Linked DNA regions of Mus musculus: all the other regions are linked to region 1. A link is a contact called in public Hi-C and HiChIP or PLAC-seq data. All regions are on one chromosome and are shown on one strand. The core of a region is the stretch at or near the end of the contact, and the rest is flanking DNA. Distances in the headings are between cores, read along the strand shown. Region 1 holds the start of Irs1 (insulin receptor substrate 1). Region 2 has its middle 68 kb from the start of Mir6344. Region 3 overlaps Rhbdd1 (rhomboid domain containing 1).

Evidence for each region. Hi-C and Micro-C count contacts between places; a contact is called where the count stands out from the background. HiChIP or PLAC-seq counts read pairs in DNA pulled down with a chosen protein or histone mark.
Region 2: an H3K4me3 HiChIP or PLAC-seq map of the 230-238 cell line shows a contact between it and region 1, with 4 times the contacts expected there. The contact joins the enhancer-like site here to the promoter of Irs1 in region 1. A contact is called at or near these places in 7 of 39 promoter capture datasets (the 3T3-L1 cell line, 3T3-L1-derived adipocytes, the C10 cell line and 2 more), 2 of 15 datasets of contacts at CTCF or cohesin (large pre-B cells and pro-B cells), 17 of 484 Hi-C or Micro-C datasets (the HL-1 cell line, Sertoli cells, cardiomyocytes and 8 more), 8 of 115 datasets of contacts at active chromatin or transcription factors (the 230-238 cell line, cardiomyocytes, embryonic limb bud and 4 more) and 1 of 9 other capture datasets (adipose tissue).
Region 3: a contact with region 1 is called in a Hi-C map of cerebral cortex, with 2.0 times the contacts expected there. The contact joins the enhancer-like site here to the promoter of Irs1 in region 1. A contact is called at or near these places in 6 of 39 promoter capture datasets (the 3T3-L1 cell line, hippocampal neurons, pre-B cells and 2 more), 4 of 484 Hi-C or Micro-C datasets (the HPC-7 cell line, Sertoli cells, cerebral cortex and 1 more) and 3 of 115 datasets of contacts at active chromatin or transcription factors (embryonic stem cells, extraembryonic endoderm stem cells and pancreatic cancer cells).

Annotation. Positions count from the first base shown.
Region 1 is chr1:82,289,503-82,293,047 of GRCm38.p6, forward strand. It overlaps Irs1 (insulin receptor substrate 1), which reads right to left and starts at 1,937. Exons shown (of 2, transcript NM_010570.4): 1 at 1-1,937. The coding sequence starts at 991.
Region 2 is chr1:82,198,002-82,201,546 of GRCm38.p6, forward strand. No RefSeq gene overlaps it. Among named protein-coding and RNA genes, the nearest start is that of Mir6344, 68 kb to the left of the region's middle. Within about 2 kb of position 2,125, at least 67 of the 459 cell types and tissues checked have an H3K27ac peak or open chromatin away from gene starts, as enhancers often do. A contact at or near this core is called in the 230-238 cell line, Sertoli cells, adipose tissue and 8 more, where this site is marked.
Region 3 is chr1:82,357,363-82,360,907 of GRCm38.p6, forward strand. The region is part of intron 3 of Rhbdd1 (rhomboid domain containing 1); the gene reads left to right. Among named protein-coding and RNA genes, the nearest start is that of Gm46095, 13 kb to the right of the region's middle. Within about 2 kb of position 1,784, at least 59 of the 459 cell types and tissues checked have an H3K27ac peak or open chromatin away from gene starts, as enhancers often do. A contact at or near this core is called in Sertoli cells and cerebral cortex, where this site is marked.

The sequences.
Region 1 (3,545 bases), core at 687-3,186:
TGGTGCCTTCGCCATCGCTGGAGGCACGCACCCGGAAGGAACCTGGTTTCCCACCCACCATACTGGCAGGGGAGGTGGCAGTGATGCTCTCAGTTCGAGATCTCCGAGTCAGTCCCACCTGGCTGGGTGGAGGGTTGTTGAGATGGTGCCTGCGCAGGGGAACGCTGATGGGGTTGGAGCAACTGGATGAAGACTGGCTTTTGCTGCGAGGGCGAAACTCATCGCTCATGGCCCTCATTGCCTCTAGAATGGTCTCATGCATGTTCTGGGCCACCACGGAGTCATCCACTTGCATCCAGAACTCGCCAGGCCCTGTCACAGCGGAACGCCCCACCTCGATGAAGAAGAAGTTCTCTGAGTGGCCACAGCGTCTGATATTCATCAGCTGCAGCACCACAGCGGCTGCCTCGGAGTTCAGCTTCACAAAGCTGATGGTCTTGCTGGTCAGGCAGAGGCGGTAGATGCCAATCAGGTTCTTTGTCTGACCCAGGCCCTTGGGTTTCAGGATAACCTGCCAGACCTCCTTGAACGCGGGTCCTGGACCCGTGTCATAGCTCAAGTCCTCCCCTGCCTCTCCAACGCCAGAGCTGCCGCTGCAGCTACCGCCGCAGCCTCCTCCAGCCCCGTCATGGTGGGCCTTTGCCCGATTATGCAGCTGCAGAAGAGCCTGGTACCAGCTGTCTTGCTCAGCCTCGCTATCCGCGGCAATGGCAAAGTGTTCGTCTCGGGTGTAGAGAGCCACCAGGTGCTTGTTCTTGGAGTCAGCCCGCTTGTTGATGTTGAAACAGCTCTCGAGGGGGATCGAGCGTTTGGGGGCGCTCGACTTGTGCCGCCACTTCTTCTCGTTCTCATAATACTCCAGGCGCGCTGGGCCCCCGGCCTCGCTGGCCGCCCGCAGCACGAAAAAGCGCTTATGCATACTCTTGGGCTTGCGCAGGTAGCCCACCTTGCGCACGTCTGAGAAGCCATCGGTATCCGGAGGGCTCGCCATGCTGCTGCGGAGCAGAGGGAGGTGTTGAAAAACTGGGTGAGGGGTGGCTTCTCAGTGCGGCCCCGCACATGCACTCCGGGCTGGAGGAAGCTCGCAGAAATTCTGACTCCAAAATTCACGCTGTTCCTGGAGCTGGGGAGGGGCAGCCGAAGGACGAGGTAACTGCGCCAAGGAAGATAGCCTGATCCGAGTTTAAGGGCGTTTCATGCCCAGAGGGAAGGGCAGTGGGTCTAGGGTGAGTGCAGCCGCAATCTTCCGAGGACTATGTCTCCCCCAGTCCCTGCAGCAGAGAAGGAGCTATGGTGCATCCCTTGCCGCCCCTGGTCGAGTCCGATGTAGGGAGGCAGCGATGGCCCGAGGAGTCCCCGCTTGGCTCTCTAGGCGCGCGCGCCTTCCCTCCCGAGTTCCCCTCTGGAAGTAGCGATTCCCGAGGCAAATTAAATATCCTTGGGCAGGGGGAGGCGGGCTGCCAAGTCCCAACGTTGCACCGGGTTCTCCCTCCTCCTTCTCCTCCTCCTCCTCTGCCTCCTCCCACCCTTCAACCGTCCCCGTCGCCACCAGCCGCCCAAATACCAGCTCAATCGCAGAGACCGCGGCGCTGCGGCTGTTGCTGCTGCTGCTGCTGCTGCTGCCGCCCGAGGACGCGTCCTCTGCAGCCCGCACTCGAGCCCATCTCGGCGGGCGGGGAAAGTGGCTTTTCCACGCGCAACGCTACTGGGCAGCTGGGGGAGCAGGGGACGGTCCAGAGGGACAGGCTCATCCCTGCCCCTAGCTCCAGTCCGCAAGGGAGGAGGGGAGGGGACGAGGGAGGGAGGCGGGGAGCGGGGGAGGTTTGGGAAGAGATCGGGGAAGACGCCCGGTCCTCCCGAGGCGCAGCCGCTGCAGTTACTTCTCTCCTCCTCCCTCCTTCTCCTCCCTCCTCCTCCTCCCTCCTCCTTCCTCCTCCTCGGAGAGTTGCCGAGAGCCCCAACCAAAACAAGCGGCGGCTGCGGCGGCTGGCACCGCGCGCTGGCCCTCTTCAGACCGCGCCGCCGTCTCACTCCAGAGGAGCAAAACACGTGACGGAGCCTCTGCGCTCAGCAGCCTGGCCGCCGCCGGGAGGCTCCAGCCCGGGTCTCTCTCCCTCTCCCTGCTCGCTCTACATTCCGGGCCGAGCCCGCCCCACGCCCGCCCCTCTCCACCCCCTGGCCGTGCCGCAGAGGCGCCCGCGCTGGCCCTTTGCTGCAGCGCTCGGGCAGCGCCCCTGCGTGGCCGGCAGAGCCCGGGGCGCTGTGTCTCCCACGCCCGTGCCACCCAGAGCGCCCCCGGCCCGTAGGAATCCCCGCGGCGGGAGGGCAGGCTTGTTTGGGTGGCTACCGGAAAGCAGGAGGGGAGTCTGGGAAAACGGGAGGGGGGGATCTGGGGAAGACGCAGGAGTGAGGGAGGGGGCAGTGAGAGGGGGGGTGCACTGCGGCTGCAGAGCCCCGAGAGGGTGGGGGCGCTGGGGCGGAGGGGACGCGGGTGACCTGCTAGCTCTCACCCAACAGGTAAAGGCGACCCCCGGGAGGCAGCTGGATGTCGGTGTCTGGGTGAGAGGCCCTGGTAGGGAGATCTACATTTTTGTAAGATTTTCTAAAGGACTTCTGAGCCAGTCTTCCACCTGGAATCTCCGGACGTACCGTGGTGAAGCACCTGGAAGAAACAGAGAGGGACGCCCAAGGGCAATGACTGTTGGCTAGGTTAGGGTCTCTCGGAATCGCGACCTGGGATCTCACACCTGGCACTATTAGCCGCTGATCACTAAGGAAATAAAATGTAAAAGTCACCATTTCTCTTCCTTCATGCAGGTGAAGAGGGATTCACACTTAAGGGTTAGTTAGTGCAAAAGGTGGGGGGCGGGGGCTGGAGGAAACCTGGCACCCCTTATCACATTCGTAAGTCTATTTGTGATTTTTTTTAAAGATGTAAAGGACCTTCAGAGAGTTCCTAAGTGTACACCCTTACTGTGTATATGTTAGCAGATGTTTGTTTCATAGTTTGCACGAGCATTAGACGACCCTATACACTTTTAACCTTGACCACAAGGATAAGTGGGAGACAAGGATAAGTGGCTAGGCTGCACAGGAAAATGGGTACTTCTTGATGAAAACGGGTCAGCAGCCTCTTTGCAAAGCCTATTTCTTAGTCTCACCACAAGCAGACGCTCCCCAAAGTTTTTTTTTTTCTTTTTCTTTTTAAGATGACCTATAAATCAAGCAGGGTGTCCCTGTCTAGCCCAACCGGCATTAAAGACCTACAAATGTGACGTTGCTCCCAGTGCTTAAAGCCATTCTACTCTAGCCATGGGCGGTTCTAGTTTTCCACCTCTTTTCCTAAGCCAGGAACCCTCTCAGCCTCCCGCTCTCCAGCACTGCAGGTTGTTTGCAGTGAGACGCAGCAGTAAAGGTGCTGGGCATGCTCAATCCACTAGACTGCCTGGCTTGGAGTAGGGGAGGAGCGGATGGGTAAAGGGGGCTGCGCGCCTCAGCATAATGCGGCTAGAGAGGCGGGGTGAGGTTCCTGGGGCAGCCTGCTG
Region 2 (3,545 bases), core at 875-3,374, 91 kb before region 1:
AAAGAATAGGGAGAAGGAGAGAAATTTAAGAAGGTGGGAAAGACAGAGGAGTAAAGAGAGACCAAAAAGAAGTCTTAATAAACAGAGACATTCTGGTATCTCTTTGTATACTCGTAAGGCCACTAATCCCAGCATGAAAACCCAACCCTCACACCACCAGGGGAACCTACTGGTTTCCCAGACAACTTTCTGCAAACATTCCATGGGTAGATCTAGGGTCTAAACACATTTTGGGAGGGTGAACACAATTTAGTTCTAAGTGTCAGTTAAATAATCAAATAAAACCATAGATATCTGAACCCATCACAGAAAGCAGATCTCTAGATTGTTTTGCTTTCAGTTCATGTGCATACGTGTGTGCCTGTGCATGTGGGGGTGGGGGAGGGCAGGGAGAGTAGACAAGAACCCAGAGCCTTTCCTTTGCTAGGTATATTAGTCAAGATTCTTCACAGGAATACAATGAATACAAGGAACTGATACAATGAATTGATACTAAAAGAGAACTATTAGACTGACTGACTTGCTAAGATTGGCAATTTCTTTCTCATACCACAGAGCCCCAGAACCCTGTATGCTCAGTCTACAAGACTATGTGTCTTCATAGTCTCAATCTGGTGCCATGAGCCTGAAATGTTCTTGAAGAGCTATTGATCTACAGTCCATGTTTGAAGTTCAAAGAAGTTAATTCTAATGTCAGTAAAAGAATTATCATCATAATCGGAATCACCATTATCAGCGGCAGCAGCAACAGAGTAGATGAATTCATCAACAAGTGGGAAGGCCAGCTGAGCAAATGGTAGCTTTCCTTCTTCATGTCCTTTCATCTGAACTGCAACCAGAGCATTCTACCTACATTTAGGGTAGGTCCCCCACATCGATTGATGCAATGAAGACAATCCCCCACAAACATGCTCAGGGGCCAACCCAGTGAACACACTCTTTCAATAAGACTCTCTCTCTCTCTCTAGGTGATTCAATGTCTTGTGAAGCTGACAACTAAAAGCTAACCATCAAGGTAGGCAGTCATTCTACCATTGGTACATACCAGCCCTGGAGATCTTAACTGAACAGATGAGAAATGAGAGAAATGGGGCATTATAGCCCAGGAACCTTCATTTAACAAATGAGAAAATGCAGAAATGGGAGCTGAAGAGTTAGAAGAGCTGTTTGCTCTTGCAAGGGACAGGAGTTCAGAACCCAGCACTGATACTACAACTTACAACTATCTGTATCCAATGCCCTCTTCTGGCCTTAAGGGCACAGGAACACAAATAGTGCATATACATGTAGGCAAGCACTCATACACGAAAAATAAACTTAAGCTAATCTTTTATAAAAGACAGAAATAGACATTAGTTTTCTTTGTTATGTGTGCCAATCTGTGTGTACGTGTGTGTGTGTGTGTGTCTGGGTCTGGGTCTGGGTGTGTCTGTGTGTGTAAGACAGGAAAAAAAAAAAAAACCTTGGACGTCATTTGTCAGCACTGTTCATCTTGCTTTCTTTCAGTCAGGCCCCTCATTCGCCTGGAACTTATAAAGTAGACTAGACTGGCTAGTCTGTGAGCCTAGTGGATCTACCTGCTTCAACAAGGGGACTCCACATCATGCCCTGCCTGATTTCTAAATGTGAGTTCTAAATTTCAAACGCAGGTCTTATGCCTACAAATCAAGGACTTTAGCAACTGAGCTACTTCCCCCACCCCGGGCCGGGGGTAAGTTGTTGTGAACCACCTGGATGCTTTAGCCAGCTATTACCACACACCAACATAAGGCTTCATCTTCTTGTTGTTTGAGCCTTTCTTACTTTGCTGTCCCGGTTTCCTTTATTTCAATAACAATTTGGCTCAGCTTGCTAAAAATACCCTTTTGTGCACTGTTGGTATTTTGTTTTGTTTTGTTTTTCTTTTTGGTTTCATTGTTACTCTGAACCCTAATTTTTGTGGTGAGACCAGAAAAGGCTGGTGCACTGGTAGCAAGCACATTTGTTTGAGGCTGGTGTGGCATTATGCAAACCTAGCTGTGAGGCCACAGCTCTGATGATTTCTGCAGTCCCGTTCCTTAATCACACACTCCTCTGGAATTTATTTCTGCCCAGGCAGAATCTGGGTATTAAATGCTTTGAGTTGCTATTCTTAGAGAGCCTCTATTTTTAGCAACAAACTGTCTCTCTGAGGTGCATACAGCTGCTCATTCACACTAAAGCCTTTTCCACAAAGCTCACATTCTCCTCCCTTCTTTTTGAGGCCCAAAAGGCCTCTGAGGAAAAACAAACAACATGGGTTATATTTAGTTTCCTATTCCACTATCATGAAGCTCTAAATCTAGAGGAAGTTATAAATATACTACAAGGAAACCGTTTCTCTCTCTCTCTCTCTCTCTCTCTCTCTCTCTCTCTCTCTCTCTTTCTCTCTCTCTCTTTCAATAGTACTATAACTCCACACTGAACTGTGGCAAAAGAAAAAGAAAAAGGGAAAAAGAAAAAAGAAGACGAGGGAGAGAGAGAGAGAGAGAGAGAGAGAGAGAGAGAGAGAGAGAAAGTAGAAAGCTACTCATATTAAAGAAGTCACATGAATTAGACCTTTAGAAGACACTGTCCTAATGAGGAACCAATAACACTAAGAAATGCTTAAGACAGATCAAAAGCGTTTTTAATATTCATAGAAAGTGGAAGGAATGTCAAAAATAACAAATACCACAAGCTGAACGGCTCTTGTGTTATATGTTTACTCTCTGAGAACATGCACTGAAGCAAACTGGAAGACGTAAGGGGATACCTTTTCCGCATCCCACAAACTGCAGGGCGGGCAGGCGCATTCCCAGCAGTGCTGCCAGATGAACCTTCCCCTGTTATCTCAAGGGCTTCCTCTTTTACTAACACAGAAGCCCAGAAAGTCTTCAGTGTGCTTGGAACTCCCAGCCCATGAAAAACCCAGTACCTGCTGCCAGCCAGTTGCCCTGAGACCAATTCTCTCTCCCTCCTGACCAACTGTAACTCATTTTCAAAACCTCTCTGGTGGGAGCGCCAGTAACCCATCCAACCCTTCCTCGGCGCCTCTTCTCATCTGTCTCAAAAGGATCCAGAGTCTTGACACACATCTCTTGGTCTGTACCTGCTTCTCCAGTTAGCTTGAGGAGTATTACAGCGGGGCGGGCGGGGGAGGGTGGGGTAAGACAGGGGGTGCTCTGCTAGGTGGACAACTTTTTGTGGATCTCCAGGCTTTTTTTTTTTCTGTTTTGAGGGGAGTGGACACACATCTTAAGGGGTTGAGTACCTTCTACACTTCCATTTTGCCATCTGAAAAATTTGTCGAAACGAATAGTATAAGTCATTTATGTAAATACCCAAGCCACGATCCTACTCGTGGGAACAGCGGCTCTATGAATGGACATAATTTTTCTTATTCACTAGCCTGAATTCCCCTTTCAAGGCTCATCATGAGCTCTGACATCTTCCTTTCTTCTTTCCACCACCCTCACTCATTGGTCCCTACCCACCCCCGCACCCCATCCCGCCTATAAATTCTTCTTCTCTTTGTTCCATTCAAA
Region 3 (3,545 bases), core at 534-3,033, 68 kb after region 1:
TATCCTTACACCCACAGGTGAGTGTAGCCCTGATCACACATCAAAGGAGCTTCCCTTTGCAGCAGACAGAGACAGCTACAGAAGACTACAACTGGTCAAATGCAGGGAAAGACAAAATTAATAAAACAGGCGCCAAATATGATGGAATTGATAAACGAAGAATTACAGTTTTGAAAAGATTCATTGCCAGGCAGTGGTGGTGTATACCTTTAATCCCATTATTCAGGAGGCAGAAGCAGGCAGGGCTTGTGAGTTCTAGGACAGCCAGACCTACACAGAGAAACCTTATCTTAAAAAAAGAAGGAAGGAAGGAAGGAAGGAAGGAAGGAAGGAAGGAAGGAAGGAAGGAAGGAAGGAAGGAAAGGAAGGAAGGAGAAAAGAAAGAGAGAGAGAAAGAGATTAATCAAGTGGACAAACCTGTGGCAGACTTTTATCAAGAAAATAAGGTGGGTGAGGCCTGCAGAGGTGGTCCAGTGTTAAAAGCACTTGTTGCCCTTCCCAAGGACTCAAGTTCAGTTTCTAGAACCCACATGGTGGCTTACAACCATCTGTAACACCAGTTGCAGGGGATCCAGTCTGGCCTTCTAACCTGCACAGGCATCAGACATGCACATAGTACATACTCAGAGATGCAAGCAAAACAGTAAAACAAAAAGTCTTTTAAAAAGAAAGTAGAAAGAAAACTTCAGTAAATAGTTTTGAAGGCCAAGCTGTCACTCTAGACAGGGAGGAGACTGGTCATCTTAGGGCTGTATTTTTGTGGGAGAATACGGTTTGCTGCTTTAAGACATCTCACACTGTTTAAAAACACTTAGATACCTATTACTCAAACCTCTTTTTTTTTTTCTTTCTTGTAAAGAAAAAGCCCGAGTTTTCATGATTCAAAGGCTAGAATATAATTTTTCGAGACCCTGGCGTTTCCCTGATGTGGTGAAATTGTTGTTTTCAACCAGATCCCTAGGTTTCTTCAGAGTTTTGGGTTTTATTCAGTGAGGTCTTAGAGAACACTCAGTCCTGGTGTCGGTTGGGAGTTCATGGCTCTGTACCCTTCCAGGGAGGGTTGCCCAGGCTACCTACCTTCTGGACTTTGATGAACCAGTTACTCTCACTTAGAAGGTGGTATAAATAGATACTGAGGGACTTGAACTCTGGGCAGGGGCTTCCTTTTCCTCATTTCTCTAAAGCAGCATTGTGAGGTGTGATCCACCACGGGTAAAAATAACTCGGACTTGCTAATGAAAGACAGTGTGCCCAGAACCTGCTCTCGCAGCACACACTTTTATAGATGCTGAAATGCTCTTGTCAAACAGTATTTTAAAAACTGTCAGAGGTGTGTGTGTGTGTGTGTGTGTGTGAAATGAGTTTTAAATAATTCAGCACTATGCAGGCAGCTGAAAATGACTTTAAAAACTTGGAGTCCTCTTTTGTATTACATAAACAGGAAGGTGCCATGAATTAAAAATGGACTCTGCCTTCCATCCATCAGGTTCCAGTAACCAGTGTGAATGGACTTTTGTTGTTGCTGCTCGCGCTTTCCCATTAAAGAATTGTGGTGCAGTTATCCCAACAGATACTGAACAGTACAGAGTGCTAGCTAGCTTCCTGACAGCAGGTCCTGCCTGCTTTGTCTGACAGGATGGCTCTGCTGTGGTGGCAGCCTCTCCTCTGCTTCCCCTGAGCGCTGCTGCTTCAGAAGTGCCGACCGAGTAGACACGGGAGATAGTGGACTTGGGAGTGAGCAATAGATTGCTCGGTGCTCGCCAGCTCTCCCTTAGTGGCAGAACTCCACTGGAAAGGAGCTAATCAAAGTCGCTCCTGTGTTCAAGCGCTGAACAGCAGTGGGAAAGCGGCGCTCAAGAGTCACGGGGAGTTCTAGCCACATGTATCATTGGATCATTAGTCACCCTTCTCTTGCTCTTCCTGTCCCATTTCTTTTTTTAAGGTGTGACAAAGAAAGCCTTTTTTTTTTTTTTCCTCCTGTGAAAACTCTTAGGTGGAAAGTTTAATACCGCACATCCCTCCTGGCAGAGCGTAGCAAAGCACTATGATTTTCTGAAGGCCAAGCGGTTTTTTTCTCTGGAGCTTCCTGCTTGTGACTGGCGTGGGTGTTTTCTGGGGATAAGAATGGGAGTGACTGGACCTCTCTCTGATCTGCATATCTCTGAGGAGTTAAGTGGCTTTCATAATGGAATATTTCATGTGTGTTTCTCGGGCTTGGGAAGTGACTGAAACCCACAGAGAAATTTGGTCGGTAGAGTGAAGCGGAATGCACTGGTCTTCAAACACGGTGCTGAAAACCTGAAGCATTGGTACCTACAGTTAACTTTAAGGGTTTGCCCTAAGAAACTAACTGTGAGAAACACACCCAAATCTATAAATTCTACCCTGCTGTCTCTGAGAGTACACTGCATATGAGAGCCATCAGGTGCTTGGAGCTCACTGATCATGGACTATTTAGCACACACTGTGCAGTGACACTCCACAGTGCTCCACCTCTTTGTCACATGGACCCTAAGCTACTGCCACCCAGTGGGAGATGCTGGGCTGGTGAATGGGGGGGGGGGGAGGTTGGGGGGGTTTCTTCCTTACTGGCTACACATAGCTCAAGGGCATTCTCAGAGCTCATTTTAATGACTGGCCCCAGCACCCTTTTGATCTGGATTTCTTAGGTTTTTGTTGTTGTTGTTGTTGTTGTTGTTGTTTTTATGTAATTGTTTCTAAGGTTAGGCTAAGACCTAACAGAGAAAAGGCAGAAACAGGTATAGAAAATAGTGATAGTGATTGAAGACACCCTATCAAAGAGGAGTTGAAGAAGTCCTGCATTGTTTTTGGTTTTTGTTTTTGTTTTTGAAATGCTTCGCTGAACACTGCAGATCAGCAGCATAGATTATGTTTTGGAAGTGTTTTCTGGTTCAAACCTGTGTATGATATCGTTAGGCTTGAGCTACATGAACGGTTTTGTGGCTGATTGTCATCACTGTGGTTGCTTTCTTGTTCCTCTGTGCAAACTATGAATCCAAATTAAAGTTTCCCAGGAACCTGCAAATCCATCCAAGGCTGCGAAGGGCATTTCCTTAGCCTCCAGGCATGGATTTACTAGTCAGTTTTCACCTTTCTAGGTCCCTGAACTGAGCGCCACACCCAGTTTTTGCTTCTCACTGCCAGGGGCGCTGGGCTCAGAAACATTCCAAATTTAGTTGCTTATCTGTAAAGTGGGACGGTGATTGTCTTCAGACTGCAGCTTATTGAGAGGTGACCCAGAAAATGCCCCGCTGCCACGTTAGCGTCTGTGTGCTGTCATTTTATGGGTGCTGGTGGAATGCCTGATGGTGAAGCCCAGGCCAGTCAGAGCGTACAAAGGTTTTCTGGTAGCATATCAGTTGTGGGATCCTTTGGAAATTATCAGCTAACAACATTCTGCATGTGGCTGTTAAAGAGCTCTTGAAAAGAGACCATACTTAGAAGTGGGGTTCTAAAGTGAGGAGCTGTGCTCTGACCTCTGCATCCACTGTTTCAGCGGACTCCTTTACATGTGTTCTCCCCAT